Linked DNA regions of Mus musculus: regions 1, 2, 3, 5 and 6 are each linked to region 4. The links are chromatin contacts, called in public Hi-C, HiCAR-type, HiChIP or PLAC-seq and promoter capture Hi-C maps. All regions are on one chromosome and are shown on one strand. The core of a region is the stretch at or near the end of the contact, and the rest is flanking DNA. Distances in the headings are between cores, read along the strand shown.

Region 1 (3,064 bases), core at 174-2,673, 320 kb after region 4:
AGATCAGCCTCTCCACCCAATACAATATGGAAATAGCCTGCTGGGGTTGGCATGGTGTTCTATAGATGTAGTCCCAGCAATTAGAAAGCACAGACAGGAGAACGACTGTAAGTTCAAAGAACTGGCATGCTGGTCTACACAGTGAGCTCCAATCCAACCAGGGCTATATAGTAAACCCCTGTCTCCAAAAGGGGAATGGCTGGGATGATAGCTTAGACGGGAAAGTGCTTGGCACAAGAATGTGGGCCAGAGTTCAGTTCTCCAGAACCCATATACAACACACAAAAGCCAGGCAGGTGACAAAAATTGAAACCTCAAAACTGGTAAATTGAGGACATGGACCCATGGGGGCTCACTGGACAGCTATCTTATCCTGCTTGTTGAGTTCTAGGCCAGTGAGTAAACCTGCCTCAAGAAAATAAGGTGGGTAGTTCCTGAGTCACAATAGGCAAGGCTCATACACGCATGTGCACATCCATGCAAGCACACACGGAAGGACTCATGCACATGTACACACATGCAAGCACACACACAAGGCTCACGTGCGTGTACACACACACACACACACACACACATGCACAAGAGGAAAAAATAGCCTTCCAAACTTCTTCAGGGTTCAACCCGGAGGAAGAACACTTCCCTCCACTCTTGCTGAGTTTCCTTAGGGGTTTCCTTACAGAGAGTGCCCGTTGCCTTCTTACCTACTTCTCACAATGGCACAGACAATAGCAATCAACCCATCGATCAGTCGATCAGAGCTTGCACTTGAGCTTGGATATCCGCCACTCTTAGTCAGACAGAAATTTCCCAAGCAACACTATAAAGGACTATGACTTAATCTGTCAGGCTGGCTCTGCACTGTGGCACCAAATAAACCACCTTTGCAATGAGATAGTTTAGAACTCAAAGGGCTGGGAACACAAAGTCACATCATACGTTTATTCTAATTTCTTTCGAAGAAAATGATATATATCATCGTATTATTTTACATTACTAAATTATATAAAGTACTCTTAATGGCTGCTATAGTTTGTTGTATGTGCCTATGTTTCTCTTGGCAGCACTTGCTCGAACCTATTCCATTAACAGAGCTACACGAATTTGATTTTAGAAAAAAAAAATAATCCATCCTTGGAAGGAAAGTGTCATCACTTTCATGGAAACAATATCCCTCAGCAAACAATGCCCTTTATTTTGGCAACCTGTCCTTCCTGCCATCTGCCTTGCAAAGCACTTGCCAGGGTTGCAATAATAATTGAGTTAGAGAGGGAATTAGATGTAATGAAGGGGAAGAAAATTGATTGCTTAATTTTTATTAACAGAATGCAAGAGAATCGTGAAGCCCTGCTGTGAACCAAAATGAGACAAAGAGGGGGAAACACAGAGAGGACTCCAGGTGGCAGAAGTGTGTCTGCACACACATGTGCAGTCCTCCACAGAGGCTGAGGAGAGGCCAGCGGATAGGTGAGTCGGGGACTCTGGAAGGAAGGGCTAAAAGGCAAAGACAGCCAGAACTGAGCATATGAGCCTATAGAGAAAGGGCACAGCCGGCCAGAGCTTGTGTGTCTCTGCTGGGAAGGGAGGCTGAGCATTTCCTACATTCTGCCTGGCAGGGATCCCATCCTTGCTAGGTTGAGCCAGGATGCATGTGGGCATACAAACATGAGTTTCTTCTGGGCCTCCACCCTCCAGCCACGGCTAGTAACCTTTATGGGCCTTGTAGATCCATAAAGAAGAATGCAGAGGTGAAGGATACTCAACAGAATGCTGTCCTGATGTGCATGAAGCCCTGGGTTCCGTTCTCAGCACCAAATATACTGGGCCTGCTGGTATAAGCTGGTGATCTCAGCACACAGGAAGTGAAGGCAGGAGAGTCAGAAGGTCAGAGTTAAGCTTTGGAGGTTGCTCAGTGGGTAAGAGAGTTTGCTGAAGAGGTATGTAGACCCAAGTTCAAATCCCCAGCTTCCACATAAAAAGCTGGGCATGGCCATGAGTAACCCAGGGTGTTATTGACAGAGGCAGGAAGATCACCTGAGGGTAATAAAGCAGAGAGGAAAATAACAGGATGCCTGAGGTCCTTTTCTGGTGAGTGTGCATGCCCCCTACGTTCAGATGTACGTATTCTGAACACAAACAACACAAAAAAGTTATTTAAAACTGATTTAAGGAAAAAAATCAAACAAACGGGCTAAAGGGATGGCTCAGTGGTTAAGAGCACTGACTGCTCTTCAAGAGGTCCTGAGTTCAATTCCCAGCCACCACATGATGGTTCACAACCATATATATATAAAATAGATAGAAATCTTAAAACAACAATAACAAAGACGAAGCTCAAAGTCCATCTTGGCTGCATAGTGAGTTCCAGACAGATTGAGCTACATCTGATCATATCTCAAAAACAAAACAAAAATTTTCTGGGGTCAATCAGACTATGTCTTCTGCTTATCATTAAGGAATGCCCATGCTAACTCTACTATCATACAATGTTTCCTTCTTAGAGTAACCAGTAACTCCCATAATCTTCTTGCCAGTCCCGAGAATCAGCACAAATCCATCCCTGTCACATGACGGCTGTGGGAACTCTGGGATCAATTGGAAGCCGATCTTTGTAACGTGAAGTGCAAGGAACAAACGGCTCAGAAAGAGAAAGCCCCCCGGAAGTCCAATCGTCATCAGAGAGGGTTCCACTAACAGCTGATGGGGACAGATGCAGAGACCCACAACCAAACATAAGGCTGATAGAGGCCCCAAATTGAAGATCTTCACCATGCCCCTTCTCTTGGAGCTTAGGGAACCCTGCAGAAGAGGGGAGAAAAGGATTGCAGAAGCCAGAGAGTTGAGGGCACCAGGACAACATGGCCCACAGAATCAACTAAGCAGGGTTCCTAGGTGCTCACAGCGACTACTGTGGTAATCACGGAGCCTGCGCGGGTCTGTGCTGGGTCCTCAGCATATATATTAGTGGTTTTTAGCTAGGTGTTTTTGTGGGATTCCTAGCAGTGGAAGTAGGGTTGTCTCCAAGTCTTTCACTTGCTCCTGTGACCCTTTTTCTTCCTAGGCCTTG
Region 2 (3,098 bases), core at 448-2,947, 410 kb after region 4:
GGTGAGAATCTTCTGAAACCTCAAAGCTCATCTCCAATGACACACTTCCCCCAACGAGGCCACACCTCCTCCAACAAGGCCACACCTCCTAGTCCTTCCCAAACAGTTACACCAACTGGGGACCAGGTATTCAAACAAATGAGCCTGCAGGGACCATTCTCATGAAAACCGCCACAGTCACAGTAGAAATCACCATTCTGCTCACTCAAGTGGGAAATGCCATCCTTTCTTTGTAGTGTTATAACTGGCTGCCTAGGCAGTGCTCCCAAGCACTAACTCACCCCTGGGGCTTTGAGGAGATGGGTTGCTTTCTCCTGTAGCATCTCAGCATTCAGAATATGCTAGAAGTGCCTCCATTTGAGCAATGTAGCCACAGACGCCATCATTCTCCTGCTCAGCGAAGCACTTTGGGCTTGAGAGCTATACATGCTGAAGGAAAGCTCACCAAAGTCAACTCCATGGGACTGTATTTAGTTTCCTTTCTATTGCTGTGATAGAATACTCCGAGCAGAAGTGACTTGGAGAGGAGAGGACATAGGTCATCACCAAGGAAGTTAGAACAGGAACTCAAGGCAAGAATCTAGATCAGAAAAAAATGGAGAAACACTACCTGTTGTCTGACATCCTGGCTCATTCTTGACCAGCTTTCTTACACAGCCCTGGCTGGACCACCGTGGAGGGGAAAGACCACGATGACTCACAGTGGGTGGGCGCCCCCCTCTGTCAATTAAGACACTCAGGACAATCCCTCACAGACAGGCCCACAGACGAATCTGATAAAAGATGGTTACTCAACTGAGACTCTTTTTCAGATGATTACAGGGTATGTCAGGTTTTGAGTTCATGGTAAGTAGGACAGAATGTTAAACTGTTCTCATTTTTTGTTTGTTTTTAGAAATCTCACTCTTGAAACACAATCTGAACCCCAAACAGCTTTCTCTCCACAGTCCACTCTGGTCCCTAGAGTGCTGAGCCCATGTCTGGTTACCAGTGTTCAGTGTATCTGCCACGTGCCAGCAGATACAATAGACCAGCACCAACAAACACCCTGCCCAGAAAGGTCTCCTCTGTATTTTGGTGCCAGCCTAGATGCTTCTAATACGCAGTGAGACATAGACACCCTGAGTGGATCTAAGTCATCTTCACTCTCTCCGGATCATGGCAAAACTGGAAGTAACCTTCGTCTATTGCTCCTACGATGAATTCTCTCAACATTTTAGAGCATTCAGTTTATTTCTCCTAGTGACCCGTGTTTGATCTAGAAGACTGAGCAAATAAAAGCGAGCAGAATGAAGGAACCTAGACACATCACTTGGCGGTCAAGCTCCCAGAACTCCTCTTATCTACACAGGTATCTTCAAAACAGAGCGTTCGTTGTGGTTGTTCTCCAGTATCTTTCTCCTCGAATGCGTTTGCTGGTGTGCTTCCAGGTCAGTAAGCGGAGCACCCCACCCTTCTGAATGGCTGCTTGGCATCTGTGTGTGCCTCTACCATCCTTTCAAACAGACTTCTAGAGCAGGGCTGGGCGTTTGCTTGTGGGTTTGGGCTGCTACTTTGGTTTCTTTGGGGTTCTTCTGTATTGTATTGTTTTCCCACTGTAAGCACCGTTGAAGTGGGTGAGAGAGGACTAAGCTGGCACATTTCCTTAGGAGATATTCCTGAGAGTAAATTTGCTGAGGCAGGGTGTGATGCTTGCTGCAAATTGTTCCTTAAAACACCCTCCTCCAGACTGTGCTAACAAGTACTAACTTCGACCCAATACAGGCATCGCTGTCTTTGTTTAAAAGAAAAATCTATTCAGTCTAGCAAGTAAAAAATTTGTATGTGTTATGTGTTTCCATTTCTTTTAACTGGTGGGTCTTTTTTTTTTTTTTTTCCTTCTAATAATTTGAATGTCTCCTTTGAAAATATTTTATTCATGGTTTGGGCCTATTTCCTACCAGGTATGAACACCTTCCTCCCCATTTCCCTCTTTCCAGAGACAACCATGAAAAGTTAGATTTGTCTTCTTCCTGATCTTTTGCTGTGCATTAGGAAACACACATAGAGTTCTCAAATTTACTGTTACAACTTTTGCCAACTCTCAACTTCTCACCAACCAACTTCTTTTACATATAGTACCACATCAGCCATGTAAATTTACCTCAGTATATTGAAATGCTGAAAAAAAAAACCCACAATATGGGCGTATTGGTGCTTAGAATATTCCAGAATTCCATCATCAGTGAACATTTGAGTTGTATCCAAGTGTTTGGGGTTGTTTAATGCACATAATTCTTTATGCCTCTTTGATTATAAATGAATGTGCTCCAGGATCAGTACTTTGAAGAGAAATTAATGATTGTTATCAATTGCAATCAAAGTGCTCTCCGGAAAGCCAAGCTGCCTTCCACCAGGGGCATATCAGCGGGCCCATCTGCAGCAATGCTGACCTGTGGCCTCTGATTGCTTGCACTTATTTTGCAATTTGTCTTAGAACGTTGGTTACTAATTTTTAAAGCATCCTTTCTTGTCTCATCCTATTACTGAAGAGAGCACTCGCCCTCTCCACAGTAGGAGCCTTGTTCACGCTTTCCTTATGACTGTCAGCATTATTCCAGGAAATCTTTCACATCAGCCTGCCCAGCCTGGTGTCCCTGCCTGTCCCCTGAGCTTGGTTCTTGTCCTCCCTAGACTTCCTCCAACCTTCTGACTTCTCAGAACCGTGATCCTCAGCTGTCTTTCCATGCCAATTGCAGATCTCCCCTTCATGACATTTACCAACCATTCTTTGAACTTCTGTAAACGTCCTTTGCTTTGTTGTTTTAGAATTGCTAAGCCTCATAATAATAATGTTCAAAAATCTATTTATTAATCCTTGGCTCCGTATGAGCTGTTGTGCTAAGTGCTTTTGTAGATATCATGTCACCTATAACCTCTACACTATCAACATTTAGATTTTAAAAAAAAAATCTGAATATTGGAGAACTAAAACCATCTGCTCAAGGCCACCCATGAGTGGCAGGCCAGAGACTCCAAGCCACATTCCTCTGCTGCAGGTCCCATGCCTCCCACCACTCCACCCTGTGCCCTTCTCTCTTCTATGAGTGCTATGGTCT
Region 3 (2,948 bases), core at 253-2,752, 430 kb after region 4:
TGGACTTTGAATGTGTGTGTCTCAACAAAATGTACATGCACTGGCCAAACAGAGCAGTGGTGGCTTAGTGGCTTATTAGGAGAGTGGGTACTTTAATCGAGGTGATGGCTTTTTGTTTCTAAATTGGGATCTTTCTGACTCAAAAACACCTGGAGGAATAAGGTTGCTTCCGACCTTGATTTTCATGTGGCCTTGTGCATCCTAAAAAGCTTAAGAGAGAAACTGGGCCACTTAAATACTGAAGCCTGGCTCAGATACTGTACCTGTTCCCTGTGCACTTTAAGATTTGAGCTGTTTATACACGGCATGGTTCCCATGTCTAAATAGGATGGGTATCGCCAGAGAACTGTATGTCTGTGAACATGTTTTGGGCGGAGCTGCACTGGGATTCCCAGAGGTTAGGAATAGTAAGACTAGACCATATGTAGAATACGAGACCATATGAAGCCAAGAGTTGTCATCTTTATATGCATTATGAGGCTTCTTTGGCCATCTCCTTCCACAAACGAAACCTTGATGCCCTCCCTGCAGCCTCCCCATCTCCCACTCCAATCTACTGTCTCACCTCACCCTTTTCCCTGCCTATACCCAACTCACACAGCAAGAGACACAAGCTCTATGTTTTTCCCACGACCACAGGTGCACCACAGGTCCACCTTCCATCTTCAACAGCTGAGCAAGCAGAGGCCTGGCTCTTGAGTTTACCCTTGGCCTTCAGTCTTCACAGGGAGCGAGCAGTTGTGCCCAAAGAAGAAAGACTAGCCCAGAGTGGGAAAATGATGGCTGGAAAATGAATGGGTCCTCAGATAAAAGCCTTGCTTTGAGCCACATTGATAGACCATTTATGCCTTTCTCAGACCACTCTGTAGTGGAAGCCCCAAGACAATGCATGTGAACATATAAGAGGTAGGTATTCTGGAGGGGAAAAAAATTCCACAGAATCCTGAGTTCTAAAATCCCAAATGATTTATTAAAAGATTAGCTATCAATGGTTGATGGCAGAGCTAAGCAGAGGTGGGGTAGGGAAAATGTTTCCTACCACAGAGCTGAGCCCTTCCTGTGCCCTTTAATTGAACATGCTATTCAATCCATCTGGGGCGAAGGGGTCAGTGGAAAGTGAGTCTGGAAGGAGGGCTCTGTGAAGTCATGTTTGTTTCCTGACTAGTTTCGCTAATGAGCAGCTCTTCTTAGCAGCTGCTAAGTGATGATATCCACGTGCCATGCAAACAAAGCGCGGACACCTGAGAGCTTTCTAGAAGCATTGCCGGATGCCCTCAGCACTGTCAGTGGTGTGAAGTCAGGGAGGTTCTTGCAAACCATGGTGCGAACAACAAGGAATTTCAGCTATTTTCCATAGCTTGATGAATCTATTCTAATTAGAATTTTCAGACTAGAGCGCACAATATTCCTAAAAAGACAAAATTACTCCTGGGGGTTTTAAAACTCCTTTCTGAGCCTCATGCTGTGTTTGCCTGTTCTGCACATAATGATTTATTGTGTCTTCTTTCTTCCGGTCCTTTTGAACTCTGCTTACTCTCTCTCTCTCTCTCTCTCTCTCTCTCTCTGTGTGTGTGTGTGTGTGTGTGTGTGTGCGCGCTCGCGCGCGCCCGCGTGCGCGTGTACATTTTTATGAGCTTTTCTCTCTTGAATTTCCTGTCATGAAGTCAGAGGATACATTTTTATTTTGTAATAAGGTTGCTTAAGTCACTTCCTCAATCTCTCTCTGGAGAGCTGGGTTTCAATAAAAGTACTTCGTGGGATCTCAGCATGTCCTTCCCTTTGTAGCTAGCTCCCTGCTTTGGGGTGATGAAGAGGAAATGGAAAGAAGCTATTGTCTACCGATGGCATGGCAGGAACAGAACACACATACTTAGGGAGAGTGGGTGTCAGGGTGCTCTGTACTTTCAAACAGCAGCCTTCTCTCCCTCTCTGGATCCCTTCTTCCCTCCACTTCCCATAGCACACAGTGGCTGTAGAATAAGACTGGTCTGCCCACACTCCCTTCTTGGCTCCATTTCTCTGCTACTGGGGCAGTGTGCACAGGGCTCTCAGAAACAGACTGATTGCTTTTATCCCTCTTGAAAATATTTATAACCAAACACTGGCAATCGCCCTGGGAAGCAGGCCTATAAATTTCCTCTTGCCTCCCACCTCTCCCTATCTTGAAACCGAAGATGAATCAATTCTAGAGTGGGATTGAAGAAGGGGGTGGGAAGAACCTTTGATGGATTCTGATAGTGATCTCTTATCTTATGGGCAGCACTCCGGTCTAACTTGAACATCTTGGTTTGGCCAGGGTGACTGACTGCTCACGGCAAAGCAAGGGCAAATGCTGTGGCACCGTGTGGAGCTCATGCTGGAGAGGGCTTGGAGACATTCCACTCTGTCTTAGACAGAAGGATACTTCACGCCACGGGCTGATGTGCATGCCAGCCTGGCAGCCTGGATACCCCCTCCGAATGAATAAGAAAACATGCAAAAATGCAGAAGGTCTGAACCTGGGGGGGGGTTGTTGAAATACTGAGTCTTGTTACAGTGAGTACCTTTAGCAGACACACTTCTATTCAGTCCACGTGGGCATGAGATGTCACATGCCACCCTGGCTTTAAGACAGGAGTTACATCTGAGAGGCTTGAATGGCTCCGGGCATCACCCAGCTTAATGATGGGAGAACATCAGAACTGGTAAAAGGTCACGGTGGCCCATGACTGTCTTTGGCCTTGCCTCTTATCAGTTGTGACGTGAGAAAGTCATTTGAATTATCTGAAAAATACAAATAATAATGCCCACGGCACAGTGAGATTGTGAGAACTGCGTAAGACAATGTACACAGGGCTCTCCCATGAACTCAGGCATGGCGTGACCTCAGTGAAGACTTAGTTTGTCACTGGTGTGATTGTAATGGTGCTGTGATGGTTCCCAGGCCGGCTCGGGCTGCTGTGACTTTG
Region 4 (2,954 bases), core at 377-2,876:
ATGGTACTGAAAAGTCAGTGTCTGGGGGCCAGGGATGCGGCTCCACTGGGAGAGTCCTTGCCAGCACAGATGAAGACCTCCACTTAGATCCATCACAAATGTATGGTATACTAGGATGTGCCTGCAATCCCAGCACCCAAGAAGCAGGAGAAAGAGGGTCAGAACTTCAAAGATGTCCCAAGATCCAACACAGTGGGTATGAGGCCAGCCTGGGATACATGAAACTTTGAAAATATCACCCTTTAGCATCCCTTTTTCCTAAATACTTCATTACAGAGCAATAAGTTATTTCCCCAGCACTTAGGAGGCATAGGCAGGTGGATTTCTGAGTTTGAGGCCAGCCTGCTCTACAGAGTGAGTTCCAGGACAACCAGGGCTACACAGAGAAACCCTGTCTCGAAAAACAAACAAACAAACAAACAAACAAACAAGCAAAAGTTATTTCATGAAACGAGCCAAATTAAGCCAGATTAGAGTATATCTAAAGGCAGGTTATTGGAAAACCTTTCCTGGGTTAGTGAGTTCACCGATCCCAAGGATAGAGGCCAGGAAAGTCACCGTGGGGAGGGAGACAGAAGGGAGGGAGATATGCCAGCGGAATGTGTAGAGGATATGTAGAGGGTAGGTAGAGACCCAGGTTGAGACTGAAGGATGCTGGGAGAACCTGAAGGCCAGATCCACTTTGGTATGTTAAATATGCACCTCAACGCTTTGTCCACGGTCTGAAAACCAACACAGAGTAATGCTTAGTTTTGTATTTATCTTTATCCATTGAACACTATTCATATTAACATCCATTTCCAATCTAGTCTTTCTGATATCCTTAAAATTCTTCCTTACCTGACTGCCCTCTCTGGATGATGTAACTCTTTACCCATCTGCCATCTCTGCTGCGGGTTTCCTTTTTCAGCTCTCTCCTCTAGCCGCTGGGGCATTGACTTCCCAGGCTGGGTCCTAATTGCACTGCAGGACACCATCTTTCGGCCTAAATGAACATTTACATCCCATCTTCCAAACGTCTTTGCCCTGTTTTGGCTCTGACTGAATACCCCAGGCTGCCCCGCATGCCCCTGTGGACACTCGGGTTACCCGGCTTAGGCTCTTTAATATCAGTCTACAGGGTTACAGATAGATACCTGCTCCTCCCTGAAACTCCTAGAAGTCAGTGTGACTCAGCACATTTTTAAGGGTCTTCCTGGGACTGTACAAAAACTCTGTGTGTGGGGGGGGGGGCTAAGCTAGGAGAAAAATGACAAATAATAATCAAATCTGACCAACAAAATAGACAAACATGGTCCCGGGGGATGGAGAGGAAGGTTGTGGCATCAGCCCCTAGGCTCACTTACCTGTGAAGTGTCTGCAGGAGTGAGGAGGGAGCCATGGTAAGAGGGGGGCAGTTTTCTACATATATCCTGTGATTTCTGCTCTAGATATCTCGATTAAGAAATAAATGAATAAATTGGGGACTCGGCCAATGGCTCAGTGAGAGGGAACTGATGAGAGAGGCTTCTGGCAGACCAGGTGACTTCAGGAGGAAAAAAAAAATTAATTCAATTTCATCGAGTGCATTTCCTCTGGACCCAGGAATCACAGGAAATGCAATGTCTTTGAAAGGATGGAGTAGATTTCATTTTCTAGCGATCACTTTCCTTCTGCTGGTGACACACTGTTACTTCAAAGGCCTGGACCGGGGCGTGTTTCCTGTAAGGGTGAGCAGATTTGAATGACCGCTCAGGATGGACCTGCTCTGTAAGCACCCACCCCATGGGGCAGGCAATCTTGGGAATTACTGCTTTCCCGGCCCCTGCCTGCTGGGCTCGGGGCCTGGTGAGGTGATGGGGGTGGGGTAGGGGATTTCACAGTTCCCTAGCTCAATTAGGAGACAAAGCAGGATTGTTCTTAGCTTTGTTTTACGGAATTTCAATTGGGGGGGGGGTGTAAAAAAGATTCCCCGAGGACGCAAAACCCTAAATTGTTCTTGCTTTATCTTCTTGTTAAAATGTGTTGTGCATTCCTGGGCTGGAAGGCAGAGGAAATAAAGCTTCGCCGCTACCCCACGCGCCCTTCCCTATCTAGCCCTGTCAGGTCCCAAGTATTTGAGGGAGTTCTAATTACAGAGGAAACAGACTCCCTATCTGGTCTGGACTCTTGTCAGTGGAGAGTGCTCTTAAACGTTCCACATGGATTCAGGGAAATACGATTTGGAGAAGTGCTGATTTTTATTGGGCATGACTAACTCAAGCTGCATCTTTGTATTTTTTTTTCACTCCCTTTTAAGAATAATCGCTTCAAAATGATTAATGATGCCTGAAGCCACCGTCCTCACTTCCTGCGGTGAAACGCGGAACTTTTTGTGCATGTCTGGGTTTGTACAAGGGTGGGCTCCCAACTCACTGAGACAGTTTCCCATCCTGTCCAGACAGTTGGGTTATTGTTCAGGAAAGCTGAGTCTCTGGGGGGTGGGGTGGGGGCTGCAGAGAGGGGACCCTGTTCTGTCCCCCTCAGGGAGAAAAGAAAGGCTTCGCTCCAGTTACAGGAGAGTGAAATTGGTTAACCTCTCAAGGTGCCAGGACAAGCTTGTTGCTGGATTAGTTGGGTCCTAATTCTCTCTTCTCTCTCACTCCTTCTTCCCCGCCCCCTTCCCTCTCTCCCGTGTGCGCGCGCACGCGCGTGTGAATTAAGAACAAAACCTTGGTGTCTTTGAAAACCAGTAGAAACAAAAGGTCACCACCCTGCTGGGATGCAGCCATCTCTAGGTCCAGGCAGAGCTCCCCTGCCCCCCGGAACTCCCCAGGGGAGCATCCTGCCTTCTTCCTAGGATCGTCCTGGGAAAGCTGTTGCCTGGTCGTAGCCCGGAGACCGCAAGGATTCTAGCTCTAGCCGAGTCCCGCCCTCCCATCTCTGCCGGCCTAGGAGATATCTGCGGCAGCTGCAGGGGCCATTTTTTATAAATC
Region 5 (2,816 bases), core at 82-2,581, 340 kb after region 4:
CTGAGGATCTATTGGCCATGGAGAGCTGCTGGGAGAAAGAAAGAGTCAGTTTTCTTTATAGATGTAGCTCCTGATAAGTCACCCACACTCCAGTGGAAGGCCATACATCCAAGAATATACAGACAGCACAGATTGGACTTGGTTGGTATTTAAGAAAGAAAAAACAAATGATACAAAGTTGGGCAGTAGAGAATAGGAATGGGTCCGAGAGGACCCGGGAGATAAGTGGCTAGGATCAGAGAACATTTTATGAATTCCCAAATAACTGATTTACAAACTTTTGTCATGTCATGTATCCATTGTACAGGGTACCATGATTTATAAAGATGCCTTCAGGTTTCACATACAGATGCATTGCACTCAGAGCACATAAAGTAGCAACATGTGTGCCTTGTATGAAGAACCCAGCTCTTGGGGGAATGGCCTTAAATCAGCTTCCCTCTACAGCTTCGCTATTGACAGCTAGTTCTTCACACCTGATTTCATCCCTCTCCTTCTAGTGCCAAGGCAACTTTCAACAAATATCGATTGAACAACCTATTCAAAGTCCAAATCACCGTGGAACAATAGAAAAAAGAACAGAGCAGAATCTGACAAAGTTTTGATTCTACTTCTAAAAACTCTGAGATCTTGGGCTGATTATTAAAGCTTAGTTGTTAAATATAGCAAAAAAAAAACAAAAATCTCAGCTTCGTCTATGGCACATGCTCTAATGAAAGTGAAATTAATGGTTGATGTTACAATTACATAACAAATGGCTACTAGGTTAAAGATACATCTTAGAAATGATAGACTTTTAGTTTTACTATAAATGTTATGAAATGAATCATCAGTAAGAAAAGCTACAATAACTACAATTGCATAGGTCAAGCACACTACTAAAATAGTCGTGTAAGATTAGTATTTACTTTTAATAAATGAAGTAATTGAGACTTAGGGAAATTAAGTCTTTTGCTCAATATCATATAGCTCATCAGATGGTGGGAGTAGGATTCAAAGCCAGATTGCCTGGGTGTGGAGTCTGCTCTCCCCCGGGACAGCTCAGTCTCTGCTAATGTGTATCATTGAACTGGAAGACAAAGAGTCAGGGAGAATCAGCTGTCAGTCCACATTCTCTCTCTTGACACTGGTGTGGAAAGACACCATGAAGAAAGAATTACGAGCAACAGCAGCGGCTGCAACCTCCTTTTTCGGGATAAATAGATCAGAGAAGTAAATTGTATCCTGGACAAGCCTAGAAAGCACAGAATGTGCCTAAAGACTTCCACTGACTGCTCAGGCCCAGCCAGAACAATGCCAAGTCTAAGCCAGGCTGGGAACAAACTCCAAAGCAGATATTGCAGCAGCTGTGCTCGGTGACGTCATCAGCATGCTTGGTGCCCAGCTGCATGGAGCCGTGCTGGCTGGAGATGCTGCATCACCAGTAGTGAACGCCCAACTCCTGCTCCCCTGGGATGCTGGGAATGCCGGAGCAATGGCCACTGACTTCATTCCAAAATGGCATCTGGCTCTGGAATCCCTGCCTAACCCCATCTCAACACAAAGACAAAGTCATTCCTTCATCTCTCTCTCTCTCTCTCTCTCTCTCTCTCTCTCTCTCTCTCTCTCTCTCTCCTTTTCCTGAAGCTACTATAATTTTCTGCAATGGTTCTGCTTTGTTAGATTCTCTCTGTTTAAAAACAGTAAGAGGGGAGCTGGTGGGATCATTCAATGGGTGATGGAACTTGCCACCAATCCTGATGACTAGAGTTTGTTCCCCAGGGCTCACATGGTGGAAGGAGAGAACTGACTGCCACAAGTTGCCCATTTGCCTCCATGACAGTGCCATAGCACAGTGCACCCACACACAAACATGTACAAATCATACATACATGCATTCACACGTACATGCATTCATAATATGTGCATTCATACATACATGCATTCATATGTATATGCATCTTTTGAAGCAATGAGAAAAAGGGAGATGCTCTCATCTCAGTTCCAGGAAGTAAACAAGTTTCTAAATCCTCTCTCTTCTTTGAAAATTATTTAGCATGTTTCCTACAGACTAGCAAAATGTCGCCATTTCCCAAGTAGGCAACACCTGACCTGGAGCTGGTTGGGGGAGAAGAGGGAAGAGTGAATCTGTCTTCAGACACAGAGCTGTGGATAAAGACGGATGCCTGCTAGGTGTGATCTGGACTGCCACACACCGAGCGTTCAGCAGAGACCAAGGCTGGCGATGCAGATTGGAAGACACATGAAACCACAGGGTAAAGTCAAACTGTAAAGATTAAATCATAACTGCTGCAGCAAAGAACAAGGAGCAGTCTTGGTGACCCGTCACCATCGTCCTGAACGTCCTCATACTCCAAGAAGATCTTGGTTCCACCCCTGGATGGGGAAAGAACCCCCTCAAAGACTCAAAGACTTCCATTCCAAGAATTCTACTAGACTCTCAGCTGATTTTCTGTAGCGCTCTTGAAACCCTGTCAAAATAAAGGTTTGTGAAATTGTTGTAAACTTGGAATTATGAGCTTCCTAGAGAAATGTATAGAGACACAGCAGTGTTTGGTGTATTATGTCTCTTGGAACTGTAAGTAATAAGCACAACTGAGTCACTTTTCAACATTTTCAACTTTCAAAATGTATTCCACCTTTCTAACGGAAAACGTAAACTTTAAATCGTCACAATATTGCTCTGCGCACTTGAGTTTCCTCTCTCCGTGCTCCTAAACAGAAGTCTAAGCAACACGAGTCCTCCCAGCTGCTGATGTCCTGGTGGTACCGGTCCACCCCTTGAAGAGTAGAAGCTGAATAGGGAAGCTAACAGG
Region 6 (2,970 bases), core at 55-2,554, 390 kb after region 4:
ATAGCACATAGCAAATCAATCAATTTGTGCATTCGTGTGTGTGTGTGTGTGTGTGTGTGTGTGTGTGTTGTGGTATGTGGTTTGTGTATGTAAGTGTATGGCATGGTGTGGTGTGTATGTGCTGTGTGTGTATGCATGTGTATGGACGTGTGTGTGTGTGTGGTATGTGTGCATCTATGTGTGTATGTGTGTTACAGAATGAATACAAGTTAAGCCAGGTGCGGCAGAGCTCAGTCTACAAAAGTGGGTTGAGAAAGAGTCCATGAAGAAAAAGGCCAAGGCCAAGCTGGGACTGAGCTGCCAGTGAAAACTGCTGGCGTCCAGGTTTAGGAGAAAAGCAGCAGATTCGAGAGTGAACAAAACTGAGCCAGGCTGAGAAAAACCACACCCGGATCAGGAGCTGTTTCGGAAAATATTTTTAAAAAACGACCCTTTCGATAAAATCTTGCTAGTGTATGCAATGGTGTCAGCGTTTGGATGCTGATTATGGGGTGGATCCCTGGATATGGCAGTCTCTACATGGTCCATCCTTTCATCTCAGCTCCAAACTTTGTCTCTGTAACTCCTTCCATGGGTGTTTTGTTCCCAATTCTAAGGAGGGGCATAGTGTCCACACTTCAGTCTTCATTCTTCTTGAGTTTCATGTGTTTAGCAAATTGATTCTTATATCTTGGGTATACTAGGTTTGGGGCTAATATCCACTTATCAGTGAGTACATATTGTGTGAGTTCCTTTGTGAATGTGTTACCTCACTCAGGATGATGCCCTCCAGGTCCATCCATTTGGCTAGGAATTTCATAAATTCATTCTTTTTAATAGCTAAAGGGATCTGCAACCCTATAGGTGGAACAACATTATGAACTAACCAGTACCCCGGAGCTCTTGACTCTAGCTGCGTATGTATCAAAAGATGGCCTAGTCGGCCATCACTGGAAAGAGAGGCCCATTGGACATGCAAACTTTATATGCCCCAGTACAGGGGAACACCAGGGCCAAAAAGGGGGAGTGGGTGGGTAGGGGAGTGGGGATGGGTGGGTATGGGGGACTTTTGGTATAGCATTGGAAATGTGAATGAGCTAAATACCTAATAAAAAATGGAAAAAAAAAAAAAACCGACCCAGCACGTTCCCGCACTTGTGCCTCTGCCCTGGCAGCCAAACAGGCCATGAACTGTCGGGGCAGTGGCCACCTGTTTTTATCTCGTGGAGACTGACTCAGAACTCCACAATCTCTCCACCCAGCTCTCTAGGTTCCCACTGGAGGTTGCTACCATGCTAACCCTGTTTCAAATCCCCCACGGCCTTTGTGGTACACATCTGGCAAACCCATGCTTGGATGCTGTACCTTTCTCTCTTGACCCCAGATGAGCTGCCACGTGAAGGAAAACGCAACACAAACTCAGCTCAGAAACGATGGTAACTCAATCTCTGGGCACGACAACTAAAACCTAATTTTGTAAACCTTATTAAAATCTGATTCTTCTAGGGGCGAATCTTTGCGGATCTGCCATGTTACTGGGAAACTCTAGCAGCTACATCTTACCTCTCTGCTGTCCCATCCCAAAAAGGACCTAACTCTCCCCTGCTTCCTCTCTTCCTTTGTCCAACCTCGAAGTCCCGCCTACTCACCCAGTGATTGGCTCCTTTGTTCATTAAGGGATTGGTTCACAAGAAGCCACCTGAGTACTTAGCCCAGAGCCAACCACAACAAGGAGCCAGAAACAGTGGTCAGAGACAGATTCAGACAGGTGAGCCAATGGTCCGACGTGCGCTGAGTAGGCCAGATCACTGGTGGAAAATGGATTCAAGCTGGGGAGTCCCGGGTTCTTCACAAACACACACACACACACACACACACACACACACACACTCTCTCTCTCTCTCTCTCTCTCTCTCTCACACACACACACACACACACACACACACACACACACACACACACACACACACACGTTAGGCGAGAGGTTGCTATAGGCAAGGGCATTATACCCTTTCCTCAATCTGGTATGACCTATAAGCTCTTAAATCTAGCCTCCCCAGTATGATTTTTTCATTTTTCTCAAGTGCCTTCCAGAAGCTCTCATCCTATCACCTGGTGTGTACATCAAACAATGGACAGGCAGAGAGCTGATAATCACAGGGCCTTCAGCTCAGCTTGGTCCCCAAGGCATCTTTGAATTTCTGACCCTGTCTCTGCTCTTCATTTCTGTGGCCTTCACAGTCCTATGCCTCACTTCAGCAGCTCGATTTGACCCTGAGACTTGGCTCAAAGTATGAGCCTCAGGCTCTGGCTGGACTCTGTATCAGTGACCCTGGCAAGGTGCATGTTTTATTCCTGGGGGAATTCGTCTACCATCCTGAATCTGTCTCTTGGGCCTCTTTGGAGGGTTGTTGTTGTTGTTGTTGTTTATTTGTTTCTGAGATGCGGTTTCCTATATCCCAGACTGGTTTCTAAAGTTACGTAGCAGATGATGACCTTGAAGTTCTGATCTTATTGCCTCCACTTCGAAAACTCCTCTCCTTGATCTCTATGCAGCCTCCTTTACCTTTTGTGGCATTTCATAACCTACAGGCACTCACACTCACACCACACAGACACACACCACACACATACACACACATACCCCACAGACACATATGACACACACACATATACACACATACAAGTATTTACTGGGTGTTGTATAATGTGTGATTGAGAGCTAATATTAGTAGTCAACTTGTCAGCTTGTTTTTTCTTTGAGAGAGGGAGAGGGAGAGGGAGAGGGAGAGGGAGAGGGAGAGGGAGAGGGAGAGGGAGAGGGAGAGGGAGAGGGAGAGCACCAGCATTTGTCTTGGCTAGTTATCAAGAAAGTTGGGACTCTAAGGCAAATTGCTGCCAAAGAAACTGCTGTGCCTTGTGAATTTATTGCTAGTCAATAAATTCTGACACTGTGGAAAGACACAGGGTATTTGTCTATGTTTCTGACAC

The links. Promoter capture Hi-C pulls out the DNA fragments that hold promoters and counts their contacts. A called contact is a pair of places that touch in the nucleus more often than the background predicts. HiCAR-type assays count read pairs that join an accessible place to other places. HiChIP or PLAC-seq counts read pairs in DNA pulled down with a chosen protein or histone mark.
Region 1: a contact with region 4 is called in a promoter capture Hi-C map of the SN4741 cell line, with 5 times the contacts expected there. The contact joins the promoter of Rps18-ps4 here to the promoter of Lncenc1 in region 4. A contact is called at or near these places in 12 of 39 promoter capture datasets (the 3T3-L1 cell line, 3T3-L1-derived adipocytes, the SN4741 cell line and 7 more), 4 of 115 datasets of contacts at active chromatin or transcription factors (astrocytes, embryonic basal ganglia, embryonic forebrain and 1 more) and 1 of 9 other capture datasets (adipose tissue).
Region 2: an H3K27ac HiChIP or PLAC-seq map of embryonic stem cells shows a contact between it and region 4, with 4 times the contacts expected there. The contact joins the enhancer-like site here to the promoter of Lncenc1 in region 4. A contact is called at or near these places in 2 of 39 promoter capture datasets (embryonic stem cells and liver), 2 of 484 Hi-C or Micro-C datasets (both in nephron progenitors), 7 of 115 datasets of contacts at active chromatin or transcription factors (embryonic basal ganglia, embryonic midbrain, embryonic stem cells and 2 more) and 1 of 9 other capture datasets (embryonic stem cells).
Region 3: an H3K4me3 HiChIP or PLAC-seq map of bone marrow-derived macrophages shows a contact between it and region 4, with 5 times the contacts expected there. The contact joins the enhancer-like site here to the promoter of Lncenc1 in region 4. A contact is called at or near these places in 5 of 115 datasets of contacts at active chromatin or transcription factors (T-cell acute lymphoblastic leukemia, astrocytes, bone marrow-derived macrophages and 2 more).
Region 5: a Hi-C map of the N1E-115 cell line shows a contact between it and region 4, with 2.1 times the contacts expected there. The contact joins the enhancer-like site here to the promoter of Lncenc1 in region 4. A contact is called at or near these places in 2 of 484 Hi-C or Micro-C datasets (the G1E-ER4 cell line and the N1E-115 cell line), 3 of 115 datasets of contacts at active chromatin or transcription factors (embryonic basal ganglia, heart atrium and neural progenitor cells) and 1 of 9 other capture datasets (adipose tissue).
Region 6: a contact with region 4 is called in a HiCAR-type map of embryonic stem cells, with 3 times the contacts expected there. The contact joins the enhancer-like site here to the promoter of Lncenc1 in region 4. A contact is called at or near these places in 1 of 39 promoter capture datasets (embryonic stem cells), 3 of 484 Hi-C or Micro-C datasets (the N1E-115 cell line, embryonic stem cells and nephron progenitors), 7 of 115 datasets of contacts at active chromatin or transcription factors (bone marrow-derived macrophages, embryonic basal ganglia, embryonic forebrain and 4 more) and 1 of 9 other capture datasets (embryonic stem cells).

What each region holds. Positions count from the first base shown.
Region 1 is chr13:97,749,689-97,752,752 of GRCm38.p6, forward strand. It overlaps Rps18-ps4 (ribosomal protein S18, pseudogene 4), which reads left to right and starts at 1,424. Exons shown (of 3, transcript NR_152263.1): 1 at 1,424-1,464; 2 at 1,724-1,881.
Region 2 is chr13:97,843,709-97,846,806 of GRCm38.p6, forward strand. No RefSeq gene overlaps it. Among named protein-coding and RNA genes, the nearest start is that of Gm41031, 19 kb to the left of the region's middle. Within about 2 kb of position 1,698, at least 6 of the 459 cell types and tissues checked have an H3K27ac peak or open chromatin away from gene starts, as enhancers often do. A contact at or near this core is called in embryonic stem cells, where this site is marked.
Region 3 is chr13:97,867,894-97,870,841 of GRCm38.p6, forward strand. All of the region lies in intron 3 of Gm34388 (a long non-coding RNA gene), which reads right to left. Among named protein-coding and RNA genes, the nearest start is that of Gm34388, 25 kb to the right of the region's middle. Within about 2 kb of position 1,503, at least 16 of the 459 cell types and tissues checked have an H3K27ac peak or open chromatin away from gene starts, as enhancers often do. A contact at or near this core is called in bone marrow-derived macrophages, where this site is marked.
Region 4 is chr13:97,433,344-97,436,297 of GRCm38.p6, forward strand. Lncenc1 (long non-coding RNA, embryonic stem cells expressed 1) reads left to right here and starts at 1,627. Exons shown (of 2, transcript NR_110432.1): 1 at 1,627-1,749.
Region 5 is chr13:97,773,885-97,776,700 of GRCm38.p6, forward strand. No RefSeq gene overlaps it. Among named protein-coding and RNA genes, the nearest start is that of Rps18-ps4, 24 kb to the left of the region's middle. Within about 2 kb of position 1,332, at least 96 of the 459 cell types and tissues checked have an H3K27ac peak or open chromatin away from gene starts, as enhancers often do. A contact at or near this core is called in the G1E-ER4 cell line, the N1E-115 cell line, adipose tissue and 3 more, where this site is marked.
Region 6 is chr13:97,818,962-97,821,931 of GRCm38.p6, forward strand. The region is part of intron 1 of Gm41031 (a long non-coding RNA gene); the gene reads right to left. Among named protein-coding and RNA genes, the nearest start is that of Gm41031, 5.6 kb to the right of the region's middle. Within about 2 kb of position 1,305, at least 10 of the 459 cell types and tissues checked have an H3K27ac peak or open chromatin away from gene starts, as enhancers often do. A contact at or near this core is called in embryonic stem cells, where this site is marked.